4 separate regions of the Mus musculus genome follow, and regions 1, 2 and 4 are each linked to region 3. A link is a contact called in public HiChIP or PLAC-seq and promoter capture Hi-C data. All regions are on one chromosome and are shown on one strand. The core of a region is the stretch at or near the end of the contact, and the rest is flanking DNA. Distances in the headings are between cores, read along the strand shown. Region 1 holds the start of Dcakd (dephospho-CoA kinase domain containing). Region 2 overlaps Lrrc37a (titin-like). Region 3 holds the start of Spata32 (spermatogenesis associated 32). Region 4 has its middle 23 kb from the start of Gm39397.

What was found. Promoter capture Hi-C pulls out the DNA fragments that hold promoters and counts their contacts. HiChIP or PLAC-seq counts read pairs in DNA pulled down with a chosen protein or histone mark. Capture Hi-C pulls out chosen DNA fragments and counts their contacts.
Region 1: a contact with region 3 is called in a promoter capture Hi-C map of liver. The contact joins the promoter of Dcakd here to the promoter of Spata32 in region 3. A contact is called at or near these places in 2 of 39 promoter capture datasets (embryonic stem cells and stem cell-derived epiblast-like cells), 3 of 115 datasets of contacts at active chromatin or transcription factors (bone marrow-derived macrophages, effector CD8 T cells and memory CD8 T cells) and 3 of 9 other capture datasets (adipose tissue, liver and pancreatic islet).
Region 2: a promoter capture Hi-C map of trophoblast stem cells shows a contact between it and region 3, with 4 times the contacts expected there. The contact joins the enhancer-like site here to the promoter of Spata32 in region 3. A contact is called at or near these places in 6 of 39 promoter capture datasets (embryonic stem cells, liver, pre-B cells and 2 more), 2 of 484 Hi-C or Micro-C datasets (the G1E-ER4 cell line and large pre-B cells), 1 of 115 datasets of contacts at active chromatin or transcription factors (embryonic stem cells) and 1 of 9 other capture datasets (pancreatic islet).
Region 4: an H3K4me3 HiChIP or PLAC-seq map of bone marrow-derived macrophages shows a contact between it and region 3, with 5 times the contacts expected there. The contact joins the enhancer-like site here to the promoter of Spata32 in region 3. A contact is called at or near these places in 2 of 39 promoter capture datasets (both in liver), 1 of 484 Hi-C or Micro-C datasets (the G1E-ER4 cell line), 1 of 115 datasets of contacts at active chromatin or transcription factors (bone marrow-derived macrophages) and 1 of 9 other capture datasets (liver).

Annotation. Positions count from the first base shown.
Region 1 is chr11:103,015,759-103,018,732 of GRCm38.p6, reverse strand. It overlaps Dcakd (dephospho-CoA kinase domain containing), which reads left to right and starts at 1,586. Exons shown (of 5, transcript NM_026551.3): 1 at 1,586-1,683.
Region 2 is chr11:103,459,657-103,462,493 of GRCm38.p6, reverse strand. It overlaps Lrrc37a (titin-like), which reads left to right. Exons shown (of 14, transcript XM_011249376.2): 8 at 1,615-1,733. Among named protein-coding and RNA genes, the nearest start is that of Gm39397, 40 kb to the right of the region's middle. Within about 2 kb of position 1,398, at least 3 of the 459 cell types and tissues checked have an H3K27ac peak or open chromatin away from gene starts, as enhancers often do. A contact at or near this core is called in trophoblast stem cells, where this site is marked.
Region 3 is chr11:103,217,048-103,219,747 of GRCm38.p6, reverse strand. Spata32 (spermatogenesis associated 32) reads left to right here and starts at 1,316. Exons shown (of 5, transcript NM_177801.3): 1 at 1,316-1,406. The coding sequence starts at 1,394. It overlaps Gm51920 (a long non-coding RNA gene), which reads right to left. Exons shown (of 3, transcript XR_003949777.1): 3 at 2,560-2,700. Gm34823 (a long non-coding RNA gene) reads right to left here and starts at 1,138. Exons shown (of 4, transcript XR_389061.4): 1 at 1,079-1,138; 2 at 334-495.
Region 4 is chr11:103,443,142-103,445,876 of GRCm38.p6, reverse strand. No RefSeq gene overlaps it. Among named protein-coding and RNA genes, the nearest start is that of Gm39397, 23 kb to the right of the region's middle. Within about 2 kb of position 1,361, at least 40 of the 459 cell types and tissues checked have an H3K27ac peak or open chromatin away from gene starts, as enhancers often do. A contact at or near this core is called in the G1E-ER4 cell line and bone marrow-derived macrophages, where this site is marked.

The sequences.
Region 1 (2,974 bases), core at 337-2,836, 200 kb after region 3:
TTTTTTTTTTTTTTTTTGAGACAGAGTGTTTCTGTGTAGCCTTGGCTGTTCTATAACTCACCCTGTAGACAGGCTGGCCTACAGTTCACAGAGACCTACCTGTCTGTGCCTCCTGAGTGCTAAGATAAAAGATGTGTGTTACCACTGCCTGCTGAGGCACATTTTTTTTTTCAATTGAAAAAAAAAAAAAAAAAAAAAAAACCTCTCCTCTCAGATGATTCTAGCTTTTGACAAGTTTGCATAAAACTAGCCAGAACACCTTGGAAGAGGGTTCACTTTCAAAACAGGACATACAGAGGGAATGGGTGGGAAACTCTCGTAAAGAAAAACCATGTATTGCAGGAAAGGGTTAAAACCACGAGCAGAAACATTACAGGACGATTTCCAAACTCAGAGGTGGGAAGAGCCTGTACTGGAACTCAACAGGATTAGTAGACTGCGTTACTGCAAATGGAATCTGAAGTAGCTGTGTGCCCATGGCCAGTGCTCCTGGGCATCGGAGCCGGGGCTGACATCTGGAGATCGTATGGAAAACCTCAACTATGGGAAGCAGTAGGGTTTATAACTTAAGACAGGTCTGGCCTCTTATTTCTGTCCCTGTCATAAATACTATTTGGTACATGGGAAAAGGCCAATTGTGCTGGGAGGAATTCAGGATACCTAATTTCTTTCATTGTAATATGACTGTCTATCTCCTCAAGGCTGAGCCTGGTATAACACCAGGTAATAGACCAGATGGAGCCATTATCCAAAAACTAAGAGTTCCAGTAATTCAGATATTGAAGAGCAGTCTCCCGAATTGGAGCTTTCACCCCCACAGGAGGTGACTGCGGTGAACGCACGCCAGCCAGATGAAAGGCTCGAGTTAAAGAGTAGCCAACTGTCTGAGATGCAGCCGACTACAGAGAAAGTGTTCTATGAAGGTCAAGCGACAGTAAACACTTAAGGAGTGTATTGACACAGTTGGAGGAACTCGCTGGGTTGGGAAGCCTTCCTCCTTGATCTGCCCCTCCGAAGCCAGCCTGTATTCCTAATTACTGTAACTTTAGGTAGTGTAGTCCTATTATTAAAACATCACATGTAAAAATATTTCACAGAGAGTTCAAAAAGAAGAAAAGGTCAGGTCCAGATCATGATGACTGGTAGTTTTGATAAACCCTTAAAAGTTTTAAGACAGGGGTGGGTGGGTATGGGGGACTTTTGGTATAGCATTGGAAATGTAAATGAGCTAAATACCTAATAAAAAATGGAAAGAAAAAAAAAAAAACGTTTTAAGACAGCCTGTGAGCGGTGGTGGCGCACGCCTTTAATCCGAACACTTGGGAGGCAGAGGCAGGCGGATTTCTGAGCCTGGTCTACAGAGTGAGTTCCAGGACAGCCAGGGCTATACAGAGAAACCCTGTCTCGAAAAATCAAAAAAAAAAAAAAAAAAAAAAAGAGAGAGAGACAGAGAAAAACTCAGCTTGGACCACCTCTAGCTCTCCAAACCTCGGCCCGGCCACGCCCACCTCATCTCCTGCACGCGGCCGGCACTCTGCCCCGCCTTCCGGTCCCGCCCCTTCCGCTGGCTGGACGCCCGGTCGGCGTGCACGCTCCCGAGTCCCGCCTGTGTGCAGCGAGCCAGCCAGTAAGCGCAGCGGAGATTGGGCTAGCGACGGAGGCTGAGGCCGAGTCGGAGACCCGGTAGGTAGCGGCGCGGGTGAAAGGAAGCCGCCAACCCCGGGAGGGGGAGGGGAGGGGCGGACCGGGTCGGGTGGCAGCGGCGAGCAGCCGCTTTGTTTCCTCGGGTGGCGCTCCGCCGGGCCGGGGTCTGCGCGCGAGACCCCCGCCGGAGCGCGGGATGCTGCGGCCGAGTTGGCGCATTGTGCGCGCCTTTTTTTTTTTCCCCCTTCTCTTTAAAGCACATATTTGTAGCTCACCTGGGGCTAACAAGCGCGTTTAATCATCATCCTGATAACAAACCTGGGAAATCAAGTGTTATTTCCCTCGATATAGCCTTGGAAAAGGATGGAAAATCTGAGTTTACGGCCAAAGTCTCTGCGCTTTAGAGCACTGTGGTCGGACTCAGTTTCGATTTTTAAATCCAACCTCTGCCTTTTGCAATCGTGTGACCTTCTGCCACCTTTAGTTTGCCCATCTGAAAAGTGGGGATGCAACCTATAGATGCTGTTTTGTATCTACCATCTGATATTCAGACCTTCCTTCCCCCCCCCCCCCCCCCATGGCTTCCTTCCCCAGGGAAGCTAGACTAGTTGATCGTCTGAAGTCTTTTAGTTTAATTTAGGTCCGTGGATGGCATGAGTCTCCCACTCATCAACTAGTAAAGGCTCTCAACGAAGGATCCAGGCCAGCCTGGCTACGTAATGCAAGACCTTTGGCCCCAGAGGAAGCAAACATAGATAGCATCTCTGGTGTTAACTTCATAGTTTTCACCACTATTATCATCACCGTGAATTACAAGCCATTGTGTTTCAATTTTAAAGATGGCGCATTTGGATGTTTTACATTTTGAGTTTTGCGTGGGGTTGTGTATGTTTTAACCCACAGCTTGGTAAACTGGGAGCTGACCCCATATGGACTCTGGGCTAACTGAGCTGCTAAAGATGCGGCAACAGTGAAACGTTTATGATGGCGCAACAACCAAAAATGAATTCAGAACCCAACACCGAGTAACTCCAAAGCTTTCCGGCCGAGTTTGTTAGAATTCCATCCTTGACCTAGCCACGGCCTCGGTTCCCTGCACCGAATGCGCAAGTGCTGTGTCTCCAGAAACGGTGATTTCCTTACAGAAAACAGAGGCTCTTGATGTTGCACCGTTCCTCAGCATCTGTTAAAAAAGCACATCTTTGGACAGTATTGGTTTAGAATATTTTATTTTGCCGGGCAGTGGTGGCGCACGCCTTTCAGCCCAGCACTTGGGAGGCAGAGGCAGAGGCAGGCGGCTTTCTTACAGACCAGCCAGGAGATGAAGGGA
Region 2 (2,837 bases), core at 149-2,648, 240 kb before region 3:
TCAGGAAGAAAGGAAGGTAAAAAATCACACCTTTCATAGCCAAGACTCGGAGGTCATAGAGAGTCCACAGCTGCTGTAAAGCAGACAGGGATTCTGGGAAGGAAAAACACAGTGTCTCATTAAAGGGAAAATTATTCCTGTCTCATCAGCACAGCTTAAGTTGTATCTCCCTTCCTGTAGGGTAGTTCCACCCTTTTGAGAAGTGGTCCAATTGACTTGACCCACCGGAATGTTGTCTCCAGCACCCTAGACCTGAGATCCCATCCTCTTGGCCAGCGGGAAAGGTGTTCACTTAATGGGCCCCCACTGCCACACGCCATGCATTCTCCCCTCAAGCATCTCTCATCTAACTGTGAAGCCATGATAAGCTTGTCTGAAGCAAATATCACTTGGTGGTTGAAACACATTTATTATGTGATGATATGATTATGTTATACTTCACTGTGGTCTTTATTTCTCCAATCCCATCTGTCCATGGGGGGAGGGGGGTGTCCATCTGTCTGTGTGTCCATGTTTGCATGTGTATAGTGTGTGTATCAGTGTGTGTGTGTGTGTGTGTGTGTGTGTGTGTGTGTGTGTGTGTGATATTAAAATCAAACCCAGGGCCTTGCACTGTCACCCAAACACTATACCAAAGAGCTATAAAACACAAAAATAATCCAGATTTGGCTGATGTGATCCATGTTACCATTTAACCATAAAGTATGAGTTAAAGTAGGCTGTTTGAGGCCTCACATAATTTCTAATATTCTGATGACAGGAATAGAGAAAATTTTCCATAGGTTGGAGGTTTGCTCAGACCCTTCTTCCTGTGAGTGACCAACCCAAATGAGACCTTTGAGTTCAGAAGAGACACTTCTATAGATCAGTGTCTGCTCCCGCCATCTTTGTTTTAAGCATACACACCCACCCTGACACTTGCCTGTCTATTGAGCACCTCTGTCACCCTCCATGATTATTTTCAGTATCAGCAACAATTTGTCACTGAGTCTCCAATGACCAAGCTCGCTCAGTCAGTCAACAGGTTCTCCAGCCCAGGAGTGAGGATTAAAAAGAAAAAAGATAGTTAGACAACATTGTAGCCTGACCCCAGTCAATTCTGAGACTGAAAGCAAATTTTACTTTCCCAATCTGCTTTTTATACCATTTTAATTACATGCAAGCATTAAGGGTGAGCAGTACAATAAGGAACTAGCAAGGAAGTAAGCAAAGTCTTGTGATTACTCATGCAACAGTTGTTTAAAAGAGCTTGTCATAATGACCAAAATACTTGAACCCACTTCCTTGTCCAAGCCCAATATCTTACCTGAGGCCTACTTCTTTTGTTCCACCCTAAGATTAAAATTCCTGCCTTAACCTACTATTCCCTATTATAGCCTAAAGTTAGATTCCTATTGGAAGCTTACTTCCGTGTCACGGCCAGTGCCAGATTCCTGCCAGAAGACCATTTCCTTGTCCTTGGCCAATGTCAGCACCCCAAAAGGCCCTCCACACTCCGAGACCCAGCTGCCCATGCCTCATGCCTCAAGAACTCCTTCCTCGGCGACCCTGCGGTGGCCTTGGGCTGCCTCTCCTGCACCTCAATATCCCAATTCTCTGTCGCTCCATTTGTAGGATCTTACCTAGCCGCATGGCCTGCTGCCTCTGCAAATTTAAAGCTGATATTGAGATTATCTGCAAGACAATCAAACTGCGTTGTCATACCGGATGTCTGACAAACACCACACATTGTCGTGAGTCTCTTGCCTGATAAATGATTTAATTTTGATATAAAAATTTTAACTGGTAAATATATTTTTAAATTATTTTATTTTAATTAAAATTAATCCCCTTCCTACCTCCTTTAGTCCTTCCAATCTCTCCCATATCCCCCTGACTCCCTCTCAAACTGACCCTTTCTCTTGATTATTATTGTTACATATATAGATATATAAATGCATAAATATATCATACAACCTGCTGAGTCTGTTTGGTGTTGCTTGTATGTGTATGATTCATAGCTGACCAACTTTGTCTCATCCCTGGGAGAGGTAAGTCTCCCTCTCAGCAGTCAGGGATTGCCTGTAGTGCCTTGTCTGGGAGTGAACCATGCCCCTTAACGTGTCTATTGATGCTGCTCTGGTTTGGGCTTTACCTAGGTGACCATATTTGAGATATCATGGGTGTAACTTTCCTGTCATACATAAAAGACAAAAGTCTCATGGATGACTTCCTGGTCCTCTGGCTCTTTTCATCTTTCTGCCACCACTCCCTTCTGCGATGTTCCTAAATTTTAAACTAATGATAGACTTGTTTGTTTCCATCCATTCACTCAGAATAATAACTCCCCAAACTTGTGAATTTCTCCCTTATGGAAATTGGGCTCCCAGATGTTATTTCATTACTTAAAAGCATGCCTGTTCTATGGGCCAGAGAGATGATCAGAGGCTCACGATGCCTGCCACACACACCTGGTGACTGAGACTCAACCCCTGTAACCCACAGAAAGGTGGAAGGAAAGAATAAACTGCAGAATTGCCCTCTGACCTCCACACTCAAACCATCACACACATGTACCTGTACACATCATGCATATACAGACACTATATATACAGTCTATGTGTGTATATACTATATATATATATAGTGTCTGTACATGTGAATACAGAAACACTCCATATGTAGTATGTATGTATGTATGTATTATATATGTGTATTTATATTTATATATACACATCATGCACATATAGACACTATATATAATAGTGTATGTGTGTGTGAATATAGAAACACTCCATATGTAGTGCCTATGTATGTGTATATATATATATATTTATATTTATATTCACATGTCATGC
Region 3 (2,700 bases), core at 67-2,566:
CTGTGATGTCGCCTCTTTTGCCTGCCTGCTTGCAGTACTCCACAACCCTGACAGCTGCTGGAGTGGATTCCTTCAAGCCTCCGTGGTTGGAGCGAGGACTGGCATCAGCCTGTCCAGAGAGCTGCTTGTCCTGCTACCTGTCATATCCAACTCAATCCCTCCACTCTGGTATGCCCATCTCCTGTAGCAGCAGGGATATCCCTGGCCAAAGTCTTGGGCTGAAAGGAGGAGGCCAAGAGGCCAGGCAGCCCAGTGGCACCAGAAGGGGAGGGGCTTGCATGACCCACTCACCTGCCTGCACCTGTCCTGAGGCCCATCGGCAAGAGGTCTTACCTGGTATTACTTTGAGCGTCTGCGTGGTGAGGTGATGACTTGCCCAGCAGGAGTTTCTTGATCACGGAGCATAGGGTGGCAGAGGACACAAGAGCACTGATATGCCTCTAGCCCCTAGAATGAGCTGACTATGATGGTACACACCTGTAATCCAGCCTTGGGCTACAAGAAGAATTTGAAGCCAGCCTAGGCTACATGGGACTTTGTCTCAGAAGGAAAAAACTACTTGGGCGGTGGGAGATGGGATGTAGCCTTGACTGTCTAGAACTCACTACGTAGAACAACCAGACTGGCCTCAAACTCACAGAAATCCTCCCACTTCTGCCTCCCCACTGCCAGAATTAAATAAGAATTTATGCTACCGTGTCCAGCTTTTGGGGGGGGGGGGGTTGTGATTAAAGCCTGCTGCAATGGAATCTAATACTAGACAACCTGAATTTAGTCCCAGGAAAGGAACAGTCACTGTGGAAGGTGACTGTTCCCAAAAGTTGTCCTCTGACCACCACACACTGGATGTGGTGTGAAAGTTTTCACACACAATAAATGTAATTGTAAAAAAACTGTAAGGTCACCCTGGAAAGCTATGCACAGGTGTGTGTACTGCACACATGCACAGCTTGGACTGAGATTCAACCATCCTTAGAGGAATCCTAGACTCCCCGCAAAAATGGAGCAGCTTTGTTGTCCAGATAAGGTTCTAAGCCCCCACCTACCCCGTCCTTACCCAAGACCGCTGTCCACATACCTGGCCTACTGTGGCGTGGCCAGCTGCCCCAAGTCTTGGTCCGGGGGGGGGGGGTGGCGGGGGAAGCTGTCTGCTCAACCTCCAAGACTCAAAAGATCCTTTCTTGTTCCCACCCACATCATTGGCATGAACCTTCAAGTTTCCTACATGCCATATCCCCTGGCCTGAACGTCACAGAAGCCGCAGCATCACAGGCGCCAGCGCCCCCATCATCTTCAGCCCCCCCTCCACCGGGCTAGCCAAAGAGCGCACTGGAGGCGGAGGGGCAGCAGCCACCAGCCCGCTCCCCGCCTCCCTGACAGAGCCTCCGGCAGCATGGGGGTGACAGGTGCGAGCAGGCGGCCGAGTGGTGGGAGGCGCCAGAATGGCGGGGCGGAGGCGGAGAAAGGGAAAGCTAACTGGTGTTGGCCTGGGGAGAGGAAAGGAAAGCTAACCCCAGCCAAGCCCTTTGGGTGCCTTTGATTACTGCAGCATTCCTCGCTGTGCAAAAGCTGGGGCTGCATGAGTGCGGGGTCTTAATGAACTTTCCAATGGGATTGCATTCGCGGGTGCACGCGTGCACGTTTGGCAGAGTGGTGGGTTTGGGATTTAATGTCTTTGCAAAGGTGGTCGCCGAATCCATCTGCGTGAGACACTGCTAAGGATCAGATAGCCAAAGCTAGTAAACCCATAACACGCTGGAGGGGGGGAGGAGGCGGGAGTCAGCCAGAAACGTGCTCAGATGGGCGGGCTTGGGGCTTCCGGAAGAGCGGTAAGGCCTTGCGTCATCACAGTGGGAAGCCAAGAGTGCGCGCGGTGCGGTGCAGTGCGGTGCGGTGCGGTGCGCGTAGTGTTTTAACGGTCATGAGATTTAAGGTCCCTTCCAAGAAAAACGTTTGGTAACAAGGTCGAGAGCACTATGGTGCAGAGACAACTCTCGTCCATCTCTGCCCTTAGCCCTTAAATACAGTGGCTAATAGCTGAAAGTCAGCATTTCCTTTTCAACCTTATCAAAGCAATAAATATCCCTGATTCAAGAGTATTGACGAGTTTATTTGCTGATTAAAAAAAAAATCAAGGGTCCCTCTATCCAGGCATACCTCAGAGCAGACGCAGGCCTTTTCTCAAAACAAAACAAAAACAAAATCCCAAGCACTAAAGAGGCAGAGGCAGGGGAATCTCTTTAAGTTCGAGGCCAGCCTGAACTATAGGGCGAATTCCAGGACAGCCAGAGCTACACAAAGAAATCCTGTCTTGAAAAAAGGTAAAAAACAAACAAACAAACAAATTCTAGGTTAAAAACTAATCAAAATGTTAAAGCCAACCATTGTGAGTTTCTCCCTCTTACAAGTTACTGGGGTTTCTCTTTTTAAAGTATCTGTGGGGTCTGGAGAGGTGGCTCAGTGGTTAAGAGCACTGACTATTCCTCAATTGAATTCCCAGCACCCACATGGTGGCTCCTAACCATGTGTGATGGGACCCAGTGATCTCTTCTGGTGTGTCTGAAGACAGCAACAATGTACTCTTAACTGTTTTTTTTTAAAGAAGTATTTGTGGGTCAGGCAGGTGGCAAGTTAAAAACACTTTCCGTGTAAGTGTGAGGACCAGAGTTCTGATCGCAGAACCCACAGAAAGGCCAACTG
Region 4 (2,735 bases), core at 112-2,611, 230 kb before region 3:
ATATATTGCACTAATACAACTCACAGGATACTCAAATTCTGTCTAACGTGGGCTCCATGGGAATTCTGGGTTATTATCCTGCATGGCAAAGTAGAAAAGGCCTTATTTCATTTGTTTTGGATTGTTTTAATTTTCAAAATGGGTGTGATGTTGAGTTTTGTGGTTATGTTATTCTTCTGGGAGAGAGGTCAAAATAAAGGATTTTCTGGTTATTGTCTCAAGGATATGCTGATTTGGGAGAAAGTTTTTGTCTTTGCGTTTTTAGAAAAGGTGATTAAGTGTCTATACACCTTTCAAAGTAATATGGGTCAGATTTGATGCAGGGAGGCCCCCTGAAGAACTAGACTCCAGAGAATCAAACAAAAAGGTTATCTTGATGATACTAAAATTTTGTTTTGGGATTTGTGTATTACAGCCTTGGTGAGTCTCATCGTCAGACATGCTCAACTGACCCGCTTGAACTCCTCATGTCTGTCAGCCAGATCCAGTCAGGACACAGACATCAGAGGGTAATACAATGGTCGGTGTGGCCTTCATAAAGCCAACCAACTCCCCCATTTTCCCTACTCACCCTTCAAAATATCTCAGCACCCATATTCAGCTTGAAGTTATAAAGAGTCGTTGACCCAGTTCCCTGGGACTTGGGGGGCTGGAGGTGCTTATTATAGGTTTGTCTTGCTAGGAAATGTAGAAATGGTCATATTTGGAACAGGGAGGGAATAGCTAGAATTGATTGTATAGCCATAATCTCACTTGGTAGAAATCTTTACAATTGTTACTAAGTTGAAGTCATAAGTTCTTATTTTGGTACAGAATTTATTTTGATGCAAAATTAAGGTTTGCATTGGTATAAATTTCTTCTATTGATACTAAAAATTTTAAAGTACAGGGCTTAGTCCCAGTTCTTCTGTTGCTGTTATTATAAACTGATCTGAGATGATTAAGCCTGTGAGTTAAGGGTCAAATAGCAAATTCATGGCTCTGAGTTTATTGTTAGAGTGTTTTCTGATATTTTAATTAGAAATTGCTGAGAGTAATTAATGGCAAGCACTATAGATTACATAGATAGTTGGTTTTCAAAAACATCAGAAGTCCACAGAATGTGACATTTAATGTTATTTATTCACTTGTTATTGAGACAAGTCCGCTCCTGACAGCTTTCCCTTTCTTGGATTCAAAGAAGAAATTGAGCATCAGTGGAGTTGCTCCAGTTGTGTTGAGACAGCCACTAGGCAAGAATTGCCTCATTTCATCTACAAACATAATACTGTCCAGAAAAAGGACACAATTTACAGGATAGGACAGCTTAGTTCTGCCAAGACAGAATAGGCTAGTCCTTAGTTTCCTGTTTTTCTAAGGCCTGTCAGATGATCCTGGACCAGAAGGCTGAAAACAGATGGATGCTCTATCTTCCTGACTTACTGGGGCTGTATAAGGAGGCAGCTGTCTCTACAGTTTGTCTCAGTTCTGGAAGCTGTGGTAGGCTTCCTATATATTTAATATAGTTAATGCTAGTCATTCTCAGATTTCTGACAGGGTTGAAAAACTACTTATAGTCTCATAGACAATCCAGGCATTTACTTTGAGAGAATAGATTTGAGAGGATGGTTTTCAGATGGCATATAATCTAAAGCCAAGACATAAGTCAAGGTAGAATCATAAGTCTTTTAATTTAGGATAGATGACAATGTTCTATCTTAGTGACATAAATGATGGACTGGGTATTAGGTCTATCTTATACTTTATAAACTACAAAGTGGTAATAGTTGTGCTTTATTTGTATTTGAGAGAAAAGTTTTGATTTTTATTAGAACAGAAAGGGGAAGTGTTGTGCTTGGGCCTGGTGCTGTTTGCATTTTGATGCTAATTCTGCTCTCCTGGGAGGGGTTGCAGACAAGGAGTGAGTCATACTCAGGAGACTTCTTATGAACCAATCCTCTGATGAATAAAGGAGCCAGTCACTTGGGTGAGTAGGCGGGACTTCCGGGTTGGACAGAGGAATTGAAGAAGGAGGGAAGAGTTAGGGCTTTTTGGTACAGGGGTAGCATAAGGGCAACATGTAGCTGCTAGTTACCTGGTATCATGGCAGATCGGTCAGGACTTACCACCTGAGGAATCAGATTTAGTAGGGCTTACAAGATAAGGTTTTAGTTGTTGCACCCAGAAATTGAGCTACCATTGTTTCTGAGCTAAGTTTGTGTGGTGATTTTCTTCTCCAGGCGATTTGATTGGAGTCCAGAGAAAAAGGTATAGGGGCGAATCATGTTAAGTCATGGGTTCGCCTGATGTGCACCACAAAGACCATGGGGGCTTTGAAGCATGAGACTGTCATGGTAACGGCCCACCAGTGGGAACCTAGTGAGCTGGGTGGAGACGTTAGGGGAGCTCCGGGCCAGAGAGTCTCCACACGAAAAAACAGGTCAGCCATTACCTTCCAGTGCATGGCCAGCCAGGCAACCCAGGGCAGAGAGTTGCCAGCACAAGTGTAGGAACGTGCCAGGTCGTTCTTTTTTAATATTTCCCGCAACAGCACCCCTCAGCCAAGAGGAGCTCAGACCTTCCCCGCCTTTAAGAACTTTTGAGTAGTAGTTATCTAGAAATCGCTACTGTTAGTGTTACTAGGCCTAAGCCTGTGTCTTAGCAACCCAAAAGAAGCTAGGCTCAGAAGGCTGATGGAAGAAACAGAGTAGAGAAAGTGGAGAAGGATTTATTCAATGTGGTCACAGGGGAAAGAG